Regions from separate parts of the Rattus norvegicus genome. Here region 2 is linked to region 1. The links are chromatin contacts, called in public Hi-C maps. All regions are on one chromosome and are shown on one strand. Each heading gives the region's core, a stretch centred on a gene start, on an enhancer-like site or on the middle of the called end of the contact. The rest is flanking DNA. Distances are from core to core; before and after follow the strand shown. Region 1 overlaps Cyp4f17 (cytochrome P450, family 4, subfamily f, polypeptide 17). Region 2 overlaps Ftl1l5 (ferritin light chain 1 like 5).

Region 1 (7,195 bases), core at 515-3,014:
AGGGGTCAGGGTCGGGGTAGTGAGCAGGGGGCAGGAGCAGGGACGGGGGGTAGAGGCAGGTGGAGCTCTAAGCTCGTGGCCAGTCCGGTTTACATGGAGTTCTGGACTAGCTAAAGCTACATAGTGACACATTATGTCTAAGCAAAGTAAATTCCATAAAACATGGCTGGGGTGATTGCTGATAGCATAAAGACTTCAGTTTGAGTTCCCAGAATCCATGTAAAAGGCTACGCCAGCACTGGAACACAGGGGAACGGAATCGTGCTGGCCAGCCAGTCTAACCAAAATACATGTTCAGTGAGAGACACTGTCTCAAAATAGAAAATATAGAGGGATAGAAAAAGATGCGCATGGTGACCCCTGGCTTACACAACACACACACACACACACACACACACACACACACACACAAATAAAAATAATAAACAAATTTATTTGATTCATATTAAATTAAATTAAATTAAATTTGGCTTTGGATTCATAGTCACAGAGAAACAAGTGAGGCTGGCCAGTAAGTACTATGCGTGTGTGTGTGTGTGTGTGTGTGTGTGTGTGTGTGTGTGTGCATGAAGTTTATGGCATGTGTGGAGGTTAGAAGACAACTCTTGGGTAGGAGTTGGTTCTCTCTTAACACCTTGTGTGGTCTGGCTACTGAATTCAGGTCATCAAAAATGGGTGCTAGCCCTCTAATGACAAGGATTCTAGCAGGCGAGGACTTTGTTTTTGCACCCTGGATAATTACATGGTGGTTTCTTAGGGACGACCTGACCCAGCTGCCCTTCCTGACCATGTGCATCAAGGAGAGTCTGCGGCTGCACCCCCCAGTCACAGTCATCTCCCGATGCTGCACCCAAGACGTTGTGCTTCCAGACGGCCGGGTCATCCCAAAAGGTGTGGACAGTATGGGGAGGTGGCTCCTACTGGTCCCCGGGGGCAGCACTGACTTCTTTTCTTGTCCAAAAGGAAACGACTGTATCATCAGCATCTTTGGGGTTCATCACAACCCTTCAGTCTGGCCAGACCCTGAGGTGTGACCCTACCCACTCTCTAATTCTGGAACCCGGGGAAGGGGTGTGGAAAACCAGAGCTCTCACTCTTCTGTCTCCATATCCATCTTCACTGGGACTGGCTGGATGTGCACAGAGACCTGACCCAACAGCCTTGTCTTGGTTGATCTTCAGGTCTATGACCCCTTCCGCTTCGACTCAGAAAACCCACAGAAGAGGTCTCCTCTGGCTTTTATTCCCTTTTCTGCCGGGCCGAGGTGAGGCGAAAGCCCTTGGATAACTGAGGGGACAGGGGAAGTTGGGATGGTTGGTTCTGGGTCTCCTTCCCGCCCTCTACTCAGGAAATAGGTCTATAGAGCCGGGCTGGAGGTGAAAGGCGAGAGCCCTATGGTCATAGCTCTTCTGGTCCTGATCTGTCTTGGGCACTGAGTTTGAGAGAGCGTTGGAAGTGGCAACACAACACTTGGATTCCCCAGGATCATCAGCGCACCTTCGGCCTCTCGGGCAGGCGTGGCACGACAGGGACTAGTTCAGTTCAAACCTTGGGGGCTGGTTAGGTCTCAGTAAAGTCAGAGTCCCCACCCTGTTCTCCCGCAGGAACTGCATAGGACAGACTTTCGCTATGAACGAGATGAAGGTGGCGGTGGCGTTGACGCTGCTGCGCTTCCGACTCCTGCCAGATGACAAGGAGCCGCGCCGGAAGCCGGAGCTGATCCTGCGCGCGGAGGGCGGGCTGTGGCTGCGGGTGGAGCCGCTGAGCACAGGCGCTCAGTAACACCATCTAATGTCCCAGTCACTCTCCTCTGCACAATTCAGAAAAAGCGGAGCCTCACCGAGAGCCAGCAGGGGGCGCTGCAGGACAACAGACTCTGGGAGCCTGGCTAGGGCTGCTGTCTGAGTCCAAGAGCCTTTCTAGGTGACCCACCGGGCCCACAGACTGATGAGAGTTGCACCCAAGCTCAAGAAAGGCCTTTGTTCCTTTGGCAATAGGGAGGCACCATAGATCTTTAAGCAGGAGAGATATAAGGTTTACTGGCAGATTTGAGGCAGTTTACTTCTTTCTTTTGTGTTTGAGACAGAGTCTCAGCTTTCAGTGGATACTGCAGGCAGGCCTTTAACTTGCAGCAAATCTCTGGCCTGACCACTCGAGTGGCAATTAGAAAGTGCACCACTGGGCTGGAGAGATGGCTCAGCGGTTAAGAGCACCCGACTGCTCTTTCAGAGGTCATGAGTTCAATTCCCAGCAACCACATGGTGGCTCACAACCATCTGTAAAGAGATCCGATGCCCTCTTCTGGTGTGTCTGAAGACAGCTACAGTGTACTTATATATAATAAATAAATAAAAAAAAAAAAAAAAGAAAGTGCACCACTGTGCCTGTCATATCTGAAGGTATTTTTTATTAGAATGATGGGAAGTTTCCCAGGAGAGAAGTCTGGGAGCCTTTCAAAATGATGTTAAATGATGTCCAAGGCTTGTGATGTCTAAGACCATTGAGGCAGCTTAAATTTAAAATGACATCACATTGCAGGCTCCCTGTGTGGTGATGTCCTTTCAGGTTCCCACTTGTTCTTCCTTGGGCTGGGGAGGTGGCTTAGTGGGGAGACAGGAGGATTCCAGGGCCTCAGTGGCCAGCCAGTCCTGCTGAATCAGAGCTCCATGTTGTAAGAGACACTATCTCAGGAAGTGATGGGATAAGTAAGGTGGATAGTGATGACTGAAGACACCTGAATAAACCTCTGACCTCCTCATGAGCATGACTGTATGTGAAACACACACACACACACACACACACACACACACACACACACACACACACACACACTTCTTGTGTCTCTTCTAGGATTTGATTTCCCTCCTCCTACCAGGAAGGAATTAAAACAGTTTTATGAGTTGAAGACTGGTCTTGGCTATGTTGAAAATTTGAGGCCAGCATTGCGAGACCTTGTCTCAAAACTTAAAAACCAGAGTTTTATATATCTTTGGCTTGAGACATGACTTTAGATGGGCTGGAGAGATGGCTCAGAGGTTAAGAGCACTGCCTGCTCTTCCAGAGGTCCTGAGTTCAATTCCCAGTAACCACTTGGTGGCTCACAGGGATCAGTAAGTAATGGGACCTGATGCCCTCTTCTGGTGTGTTTGAAGACAGCTACACTGTACTCACATACATAAAATATAAATCTAAAAAAAGAAAAAAGAGAAATAGTTTAAGAGCAAAAATGTTTGATTTTTAAAAAATTTTCTAGTGTTCTGTCCTTATCTATAGAGTGTCTTTGGGTTTTTGGGAAATCCTCTACCAGTGAGCTAAAAACCTTCCTGGTTCTTAGGTTTTCTGTGGTGTGTGTGTGTGTGTGTGTGTGTGTGTGTGTGTGTGTGAGAGAGAGAGAGAGAGAGAGAGAGAGAGAGAGAGAGAGAGAGAACTCATGAGGGGTTGACAGCAGTGAGTCCCTTGACTTTGTGACAGAAAACTGAAGCATCACAGCTGGTGTCTCTGTAGTCATTCTGTCATGACCCAAGTGTCAAACATGCTCTTTGCTGCCCATGGGTGGGTTAAGGAATATTGTGAGCCAAGCCCTCTGTTAAGTGTAGGGATTTGCTTATAAATGTAGGAATGTACACTTTGGGCAGGGTTCAGCAGGGCTGGATTTCTGTACCTTAGTCACTGTTCCCTAGGGTAGCTCCTCTCAGAAGGAAGGGGCCATTTTTCGAGATGGCTGACTCTGATGACAAACTGTCCTTTGAGATAGACTCTCCACAGGGCTGCTTGTCCTTCCCTTTACCATGTATGCTGGGCCAAGGGTGTGTACTCCAGGGGGTACAAAAGGACATTGTACTGTATGCCATAAACTCCACTATCCAAGAAGTTATGGATGTTGCATAAAGTAAAAGAGAGTGGGACTAGACCACGTTCCTCAATCAGGCAGCATCCCTCACGGAAAGAGAACTAAAATCTCTCTGTGTGTGTCTCTCTCCCCCTTCTCTGTGTCTCTCCCCTTCTTCCTCACTCTCTCCCTCTAACTCATTCCCTCTGTTTGTGTGCCCAGAGGGTGGGGACAGTTGTGAGCCACCTGATGACCCTGCTGGGAATCAGACTAGTGTCCTCTGCAAAAGTAGTATGTCTTCTTAACCTCTGAGCCAACCCCAGAACCCCATTTTCTAATTTTCTTTTTTCCCATATAAAATTTTCTAGTATTTATTTCTCCAGAGAGTTCTGATGTGATTTCAAGTATTTAACTCATCAGTCGTTTTGTATATGTCTGACAGTGTTTGTGTGTGCATGCAGGTGTGCATGTGTGCATGTGTGCATGTGTAGGTCAGAGGACAATCTGAGTTGATCCCCACTATTCCTCTGACTTTAAGGCAGGTTCTTTTAGCTCCTGCTGTTCTTGGGCATCTAGAGCCATGGCTCTCAACCCGTGGATGGTTACCCCTTTGGCAGATGCCTAAGACCATTGGAAAACATATATTTACATTATGATTCATAACAGTAGCACATTTACAATTATAAAGTAGCAATAGAATAATTTCATCATTGGGTACACCAGCATTTGAGGGACTGGATTAAAGGGTCACAGCCTTAGGAAGGTTGAGAACCAGTCCTCCAGAGGTTCTCCTGTCTCCACGTCCCGTCTATCATCAGGTGTACAATGGTGGTTACAAACCTTCACCTTTGTCCTACAAGCTATAATTTTGAACTAAAGCAAAATGTGTTTATTCAGTTTCTAAACTTGCCATCATTTAAAATGATCCCACCTGTCCCAAGTCCACAGTTTCCTAAGACACGTGAGGGGAGCCCTTCATCGTGAGGTCTTAGAAGCAACAAATGATAAAGTAAAAACCCACACACATTAAAGTATTTATAACGTGCATAAGGCAGTATAAAATCCCAGTCCAAGAGAGAGTAATGTGGGCATAGAAAGGAAAAACAGGGAAAGAAAAACTAAAAATGTAAGACTGAAATTACAACAAACACTCTTGTAGCTTCATATCCAGCATCTGGGGCTCTTGAAGGAATCATCAATGCTCCAGCAGCCTTTGGGAGCCTTGCCCCCTCTCCTGCTTCTTGCAACAAAGAGGTCCTTTTGCGGGGGTTTACTCCCATTTTGTGTCTGAAGGATTTCATGGTAGATACCTTATTCTCCTGGCATCTCCCATTGCACTGGGATCTCCTTGTCCACTAAGCATTCAAATTCTCAGCACAATGCAGCACCTGTCAAGGCTGTCCTGAGCCACCTTGCCCAGCTTCAGTGGCTTCTAGTAGGCTAGTGCAAGCATTCAAGTCTCCCAGTGCTCTCCTATCTTTCAAGCTTGCAAAAGCAATAGTATGTTACATTGTTGACATGTCCTGCTGCCTCCCCTAGCCTCTGTGTGCCTTTAAAGTTCATTGTGGGATAATGGTTCCCTAGGTGCCCATTTTGCAGAAGGGAATCACTTCAGCAGCATTCTCAGTTCAGACGTCCTCCTTTTGAATATATATTTATACTATTTAAGCTGAAGCCCTCAGTGGCTGGGGTTTTGCCTTCAAGGCACCTGCCCTACTGTCCCAATCAGGATAGGAGATTTCTCTTTAATGGGTTAATCTTAGCATGACAGCTGTTTTCTCCCAATCTACCCGCCCGCACCTTGATTGTACCTTCAAACTCTCTCACATCGCTTTCTGCGCATACTAAATATTGCCATGTCTTCCTGTTCTGTTCAGTGCCCTTTCACAGGAGACCTGGGCAAGAGGACTGAGCAGTAACTATAGCACAGCCTGAATATATCCCACCCTCAGGTTTCTGCTGCCAATCAAATCAGCCCATGACTTGAGTCCAGTCTCATTTAAGTTCTCAGGACAGGAGCATAATGAAGCCAATGGATGTCGTGTGGCTGAGTTCTTAGAGGAGTCCTGTTCCCCTCAGAAATTTTATTAAGCACATCTTCATTGTCCATATTTCCATCAAGATTGAGGTGCTCTGAATTATAATCTCATGCACAGAGTATGGTGATAACTTACATTAGTCAGGGTCTTATCAATGAAAATCTCACATGTTGTTGTGAAATCATAAAAATGACTGTCTTTTACCCCCACTAGATCCGGCACCGCAGTGCCCCAAAATATCTGCTAGAAACACACATCCCAACTCTGTGGCGGCCCAGTGTCTCTAGCTGACACACACTCTCTTACACTTAAGTCTGTACATGACAGAACACACAGCACAATAACCTCTGATCCAATTGAGAAGATATAATTGTCCACCTAAACATACAAAACCCTATACACACCCAACCCTTAAGAATATTCACAGCAACCTGTAAATACACAGAGTGGAAGCTTAACGTCAGCCTCCATGTTCTCTCCGTGGATTCCCAGCCATCTCCTCCAGTCTTCAGTCTCCTTCTGTTCCAGTCTCCCCCTCTTCCCTCAAGCTTTTCTCCCGCCCACCCTTCCTTCTCATCCAATGACAGGCCTCATTTCATCTTGTACCTGCCTCACCTGTATGACATCATCTCATACTCACAAGGCTACCTTCTTCCTCTCTTCTTGCAATCAGAGTCAAGCACACGTTCTGGCATAGTTCCTGATACATACTTCCGGACTACATGTGAATCTCCTGTGTACTGTGTGCAAACAGCCCCTGCCAGTAAAACAGCTGTTGGCCTTTTAGCTTCTACAGGAAATAGGAGGTGGAAGTTCCAGTAGGGAGAGAGGAATTCTGGGATAGAGTCAGGTGCAGGAAAAGACTTCACCCTGCACTCGGAGGAGACAGAGATATGAAATTGATAGTGGTATCCAACCCTGCGTCATACATAGAACAAAATAAATGAGTCATGTAAGTTACCAGCTGCTCGCGGTTGAAAAAAAAGCATATGGCTTAAGCATTTATTCATAATTAAGTCTCAGAGCCATTACTTTGGGACCTGGGCCATGACTTTACACGCAGCCTCCAGGATTTTAGGAAGTTTTCTATCCCTGGGCAAGTAGGGCTTACATGTTACAGGCCTTTTTGTTTTATATGTTTCTTAAGCCACTTCATCTTTAAACAGACTATTAGTCAGCACGGGAAGAATGTTCTATCAGATCTGCTTATGGTATTTCTAGGGATTTTCTGACCTGGAATTTCAAACTTTTCCACATCCCTTTAGCAAATCAGCCCCAAGTTCCTCCTAACCACATGGTCAGGTTATCACAGCAATGACCTCACTCC
Region 2 (6,733 bases), core at 1,351-3,850, 170 kb after region 1:
TAAGAACTTGCCTTGTCTCCAGGATGAAGACGGAAAGGAGCTGTCAGATGAGGACATCCGAGCGGAGGCTGACACCTTCATGTTTGAGGGTGAGAGCATCAGTGAAGATAAGGGAAGGGGTAGGAGTCTCTCTACCTCAGGAGTCTGGGTCTCTCATTCTCTGTGCTCTATCTTTTCCCTACCCTCCTTAAAACGTCACTGCTTGAGTGCTGTCCACTCAGTGGTGCTGAAACAGCCCAGAAGCCCAAGTCTACCTATCTGCTCTTCAGGCCACGACACCACAGCCAGTGGGCTCTCCTGGATCCTGTACAACCTGGCGAAGCACCCAGAATACCAGGAGCGCTGCCGGCAGGAGGTGCAGGAACTCCTGAGGGATCGTGATTCTGAAGAGATTGAATGGTGAGCATAGGCCATGGTAGGTTGTCCCTGAGCCCCTCTCCTGCTTCTGTTTCCCAGGTAGGGAAGGGAACTCTTTAAATGATTATTCTGTTGTTGGCTGGTGGATGAGGCTTCTACTTCATCAGCAAGGAAAAGGTCTATGCATTGGAAAGAAATATATGGACTTCAAGGAGAATTATTGACAAGACAACACTATGTGAAGGCAGATGATACTACTTGGCATGCATTGAATAAAAATGAACTTCCTTTCCTCTCCTGGACTTCTGTCCTATTCAACATTTCCCCATTAATCCCTTCCTGATAGATTGCTTGTCTGTTCTTTAATTACTTCCTTACTATTCCGCCTAGGGATCCATAGGAGACATCTGGAAATAAAAGTCATATGTATTTTTTCTTGAAACTTTGGATCATCCATGCATCTATTCCTCACTCATCAAACTCTCCCACTCTCCCATTTCACCCCAATTTGGTGCTAAAGACTCAGCTCAGAGACCAGCCTTCCTTGGCTCTCAGTTTGGTGGGAGAGCAGTCTTAAGTTAAGGCACATCTAGGACCGATGGGAAGACATTGGAATGAGAGTATTAGAGAAGCAAGTGCAGGAGGAAAGGATATGTTTTATTGGGAAAGTCACTGAATATCTGTGTGGGACTGAGGAACACAGTGGTAGGTCTAAGGATGATATTGACTGATGAAAGAGGAAGTCAGTAAGATGACTGGTAGCAGGAGGGGTACAAAAAAGAGGAAATATGTAAAGAGGAAGGAAGATGGGAACATGGAGGATAAAGAAGGGGTAAGGTGACGGAAGGGCCTGAGACAGGAAAAATAACTCTGAGAGAAGGCAAGGGAGGTGGGAAAGGGTAGATAGGATATGTGAGGGAGAGAGACAGAAGACCAAACAATTTAGATCCATTTATTCTTTCTCTTCGCATTTTGCTTTTTTTTTTACCATAAAAATATTCATTTTAATGGAAGTTTGTTGTTTTTAAAATGGTGGGCTTTTGAACAATTCGTTGTCTCAGAAAAACAAACAACAAACAAACTTCTCTAAAGATTCCTAGCTAAATTTCCTCTAGTACTTTCCTAGCTTTCTGTTCTTCTCAAGATTATTTTACCACTGTGAGGAAAGATTAAATGGGCAGCCCAGGGGCTGGCAGCCTCTGCTTTTGCTCCTGGATAATTGTGTGGTGTGCTTCTCAGGGACGACCTGGCCCAGCTGCCCTTCCTGACCATGTGCATCAAGGAGAGTCTGCGACTGCATCCCCCAGTCACAATGGTCTCCCGATGCTGCACACAGGACATTTCTCTGCCAGACGGCCGTGTCATTCCTAAAGGTAACCACAGAACTTAGGAAACGGTACACAGCAAAGCTCATCAGGCAGCTTACCCTGCTCGCTTCTCTTTCTCACAGGTATCATCTGCATCATCAATATTTTTGCAACCCATCACAACCCAACTGTGTGGCAGGACCCTGAGGTGCGCAGTGTTCCCACTCTTGTTCATCCCCAATAGCCCCAGGATGTCAGACCTCCAGCACACTCAAGACTCTGACTCTGGCTGTGTTGGTAGATATCACCCATTCACCATGACTAGTCTTTTGCAGGTCTATGACCCCTTCCGTTTTGATCCAGAGAACATCCAGGCTAGATCGCCTCTGGCATTTATTCCCTTCTCGGCAGGACCCAGGTGAGTCCAGCAAGCACGTGGTCGTGGAGCAAAATCTGAGCCTGGTAGTGAGAAAAGGTGGATGGAGATGGTAGGGGTTTCACCAAGGTTTGGAGAGCCTCTTTCGGAAGTTCCAAGAGCAGCCAGGGATAGTGGTGGTGTTGCGGCTAGTTTGTATTGTGGCCTAAACTCTGGGCAAGGTTCGAATTAAGCATTAGTGGTGTGCTCTGTATATTAGCATCTCTCAACCCGACGGGACTGGGTCAGGTTGGGTCTGAGGGTCCCTATCTGGGTCCTGGAAAAGGGCACAGTCAGAGTCCCTACCCCATCCTCCCGCAGGAACTGCATAGGACAGACTTTCGCTATGAACGAGATGAAGGTGGCAGTGGCGCTGACGCTGCTGCGCTTCCGCGTCCTGCCCGATGACAAGGAGCCGCGCCGGAAGCCGGAGCTGATTCTGCGCGCGGAGGACGGGCTGTGGCTGCGGGTGGAGCCTCTGAGCGCCCAAGCATAGTAACTGTCCTACTTTGTCCTGGACTTTTAGTATGTAAATAGGCGTGACTCTGCCCATGTCGATTGCAAAGCCCAAGCAGTGCTGTCACCCTGCAAGCAGGGGCTGCAAGGAATCCATCCAGTGGTCAGAGTTATGGAGTCCAGCTGGCTGATTTGAGTCAAAGATCCCTGACTTCTCTGAATGACCAACAGCCCCTAACTTATGGCACTTGGTTCCTTTGTGCTTTTTGCCAACAAAGCTATCCCAGACTAAATCATGTGGCATCACACTTCCCACCACCCCCTGAAAATAGGCAAAAGTTAGGTATTTTTCTTTGTTCAGGGTTTTTTGAAGGCTCACTCCTAGGATTCCCCTTCCGTTATGTTTATGGTGGCCATCTCTCTTACTTTTACTATTACCTATACCTCATAACGAAATTCCTCTCCTTGTTTTACAGCAAAGCCTGTCTTTCCTTTAAGGGCATCATCATGTTGTCTCTGACTTACTGTTTTTCATGCTTTCTTACCTCAAAGTAACCAAAGTTATGATGCCCCTTTCCCTAGTAAAGTTAATTTTTGAAGGGTAATTTTGCTTCAGCTCCTTTCCTGAACCAACCACATTTAATGAACTACCCACATTTAAGCCTGTTTGGGTAGTTCATATTCAAACTATATTATGCCCTACTCACAATTGCAAAATTGTGGAAACAGTACAAACACCTACTTTCAAATGATTGAATGGACATAGCATTGTAGTTATACAATGAGGTGTTCCTCAGCCATAACAGGAATAGTTCATGGTGGAGCCATCACATTGCACAAGTCACAAAAGCCATACACCAAAATCACATATTACCATTTCTTTTATGGGAAGTTTAGAGTAGAAACACCCATAGCAATCAAAAGCCTGTGAGTGGTCGATAGAGCTGTGGGGATGGGGAAAGAGGAAAGACTGCTGAATGGGAATACATTTCCCTCATGGACTGATGAAATGTCTTAGAAATAGAGCATGGAGAAGGTCCCATGTCATTAAACACTTCATGTTCATATTATGTGATTTCCACCTCAAAAAATATTTTTATTATACATAGTTTTGTTGTTGAGTTATTCACACAAAATGTTATGAATATCCTGTCATGACACTAAATTGTTTTATGAACCTTCATTAGTCATCTTTAAAATAGTATTAGTTATTTTTAACTTAATTGATTTTCGAGGGACTATCCTTGGTATTAGTGCTTTTAATTAAAGATCTTTTTAAAACTCTGCGTGTGTTAGTTACTTTTCTACTGCTGTTATACAATATCATGATCAAAGTAGCTTATAAAAGAAAGCACTTAATTGGGGCTTATGGTTTTGGAGAATTCAGCCCGTGCTGGCAGAGCAAAGGTATGATTGTAGGAACAGCTGAGAGCTTATTCCTTGATCCACAAGTTGGACACACACACACACACACACACACACACACACACACACACACACACGGAACGGTATCTTTTTGAATCTCAAAGTCACCCCAAGTAGTACACCTCTTCCAACAAGGCTGTGTTTCCTAATCCTCTTATTTGGGTATACCTACTGAGGGACCAAATCTTCAGGACACAAGGGCACAGAACATACACAATCATTCCAAAAATGGAAGAATAGCAGCACAGTGAGGAACTACTGGACCCAAGGAAGATGAAAATCCATAGAGTCAACCACAAACCCTGCAGCTCTATGCCTATTGATGGCAAACACTTGTCCATGTTGAGTTGGTTCCACTTTCTGTCTGCAGCTTTCCTTGGTGGGTAACCTATGGCACTGGCATCTCCAACATCTTGGGGTCTCCAACACAATCCAGGTATCACTTTCAGAGCTTCACACAATGGCCTCTCAGGGCTTCATGCAGGGAGTTCCCTGCCCCATGCCTGACCTCAGTGCCTTTCCTTAACCATGGAGGAGGCTTCTACAACCCCCTTAATCCTGAATCTTTCTTGACTCTAAAGCCAGAACCAACTTCTTCTGCCCATTTGGGATCAAATGTGGCCCCTCCCTTGGATTACATTTGCATAACCTCAGAATTCTTGTTACTATTTAGTGGAGATTTTCCTTTTACAAGTTGGAGGATTAGCTGTGTAGAGTCTTGCCCTGAGGGCATGATTTCTTTTCTTCCATGTGTTCAGGCATTGTTTAAACTTTCCATCTCTTTGAGTACAAGACTTGGCTCCAGTGTATTTTCTGGAGCTTTTCCCTCCTCTAACTGCACACTGAATTTTTCTGCCTTGCTTGTGTTTTTTTTTTTTTTTTTCATTATACAGCTACCTAAGAGTAATTACTAGTAACCAAGCGACTTAGCCGATATTAGGCTATCTTGAAATTTCCTCTCCCAATGGAATGAATTCCAAACTTTTCAATTTAGCCTCAGTCAGATCCTTAGACAAAGACAGAAAACAGCCACCTTCTTTGCCAAACATCCTTAGTCTTTAGGCCAGTAGCTAATGCTGCTCCCCTCTGAAACCTCTTAGTTCACATTGCCCTCACATTACTCTCTGCTTTGTCCCTTCTAGGATGGCCCATTAAGCTCTCTTAAAGCATTAAGCCACTTTTCGTTTTTGTAATTGGACATTTTGTTTATTTATATTTCAAATGATATCCCCTTTGCTGGTTTCTCCTCTGGAAACCCCCTATCCTATCCTCCCTCCCCCTGCTTCTAGAGGGTACTACTCCACCCACCCACTCCCACCTCCCCACTCCGGCATTTCCCTACTTTTTTAGTCCAAAGTCCAAAAGGCTTCCACATTCCTCCAAAAACAAACATGGTCAGGCTTATCACAGAAATACACCATCCCCTGATAACTTCAGTCTTAGTTACTTCTCAGTTACAAAGGAACACCATTACTAAGACAACTTATAGAAGATTTTGTTGGGGTTTATAGTTTCAAAGGGTTAGTCCATGCCCATCATGGAGTAGAGCATGGCAGCAGGCAGACATGGCCATAGAGCAATAGCTGAGAGCTTACATTAGATCTACAATTGGGGCATATATAGGGAAAGCTAATTAAGAATGCTATTGGCTTTTGAAACTCAAAGCTGTCCCCTAGTGACACACCTACCCCAAGAAGGCCATGCTGTTGGTATTCTGTCTAAGCTCCATCCCCACAGTTACCTGGCAAGAGCCAGCTATGCCTGTATAAGGGGGTCCTTGCCCCTCATTCTCTCTTACTTCTTATTCTTCTCCTCTCTGCTCTTGTGCCCTCTTTGTCCCTCTCCCTTCTCTCCCCACCCTCCCCTCCTTCCACGTGCTCATGGCTGGCCTTTGTCCCTCCCCTCTTCTACTCTTCTTCTCTCATTAAACCTCTCCGTGTGGAACCATGTTGGATTGGTGTGCTTTGTCCAAACGTGAGCCGAGATTCTTTTTTAAAGATTTTTTAAAAGAGGGCATCAGATCCCATTACAGATGGTTGTGAGCCACCATGTGGTTGCTGGGATTTGAACTCAGGACCTCTGGAAGAGAAATCAGTACTCCTAACCACTGAGCCATCCCTCCAGCCCATGAGCCGAGATTTAAACCCCCAACACACACCTCTGATCTTTCCCAAACAGTTGCATTAACTGGAGACCAAGTATTCAAATACATGAGCCTATGGGGCCATTCTCATTCATAATGCCAGAGCCGGGTACAGGTGATCATTTTCTCTGCTGGTCTCAATTTCCAATACCCAATCCATACCTTTGTGCTTTCTCCAGCATCTTCTCCACTACTGGCCACTCGAAGATAGGCCTCATTCATTATATCCTAAGTTTTCTTCGGTCTGGACCTTCTATCTCTGGATTTGAACTACTCACCCATGAGAGTACTTTTGTGGGGACTACACATGGCAGCTCCTGTTGGTAGCAGTGTGAAACACAGTGCCAGCGCTTGACTCACTTTGCAGAGAAACATCTACACCCACTTTGTAATGTCTCCTTCGGCTCTAACTTGAATAAGCTCTATTGTGTTTTCAATCTTTTTTTTTTCTCATCTGCCCTCACAGACACAGCTTCTAATCTGTTTGAATCCATATTCCCTTTTGAATAGTCTTGGAGAACTCGGCCATCTAAGCAAAACTGATACAGCATTCATTCTATTGACTGTGCCTATTTGCAAGTGATCATCACAATGGGGTTTGTGTCAAGACATCCTGTCATGGAAGGCAGG

What was found. Hi-C and Micro-C count contacts between places; a contact is called where the count stands out from the background.
Region 2: a Hi-C map of liver shows a contact between it and region 1, with 5 times the contacts expected there. The contact joins two enhancer-like sites. A contact is called at or near these places in 8 of 12 Hi-C or Micro-C datasets (the A7r5 cell line, frontal cortex, kidney and 4 more) and 1 of 1 datasets of contacts at active chromatin or transcription factors (oligodendrocytes).

Annotation. Positions count from the first base shown.
Region 1 is chr7:12,184,362-12,191,556 of GRCr8, forward strand. It overlaps Cyp4f17 (cytochrome P450, family 4, subfamily f, polypeptide 17), which reads left to right. Exons shown (of 12, transcript NM_001191986.1): 9 at 758-891; 10 at 964-1,028; 11 at 1,182-1,264; 12 at 1,605-2,363. The coding sequence ends at 1,782. Among named protein-coding and RNA genes, the nearest start is that of Cyp4f5, 6.7 kb to the right of the region's middle. Within about 2 kb of position 1,765, at least 54 of the 93 cell types and tissues checked have an H3K27ac peak or open chromatin away from gene starts, as enhancers often do. A contact at or near this core is called in liver, where this site is marked.
Region 2 is chr7:12,354,156-12,360,888 of GRCr8, forward strand. The region is part of intron 1 of Ftl1l5 (ferritin light chain 1 like 5); the gene reads left to right. It overlaps Cyp4f40 (cytochrome P450, family 4, subfamily f, polypeptide 40), which reads left to right. Exons shown (of 12, transcript NM_001109360.1): 7 at 23-89; 8 at 270-399; 9 at 1,597-1,730; 10 at 1,808-1,872; 11 at 2,000-2,082; 12 at 2,401-2,578. The coding sequence ends at 2,575. Among named protein-coding and RNA genes, the nearest start is that of Cyp4f4, 10 kb to the right of the region's middle. Within about 2 kb of position 2,601, at least 9 of the 93 cell types and tissues checked have an H3K27ac peak or open chromatin away from gene starts, as enhancers often do. A contact at or near this core is called in liver, where this site is marked.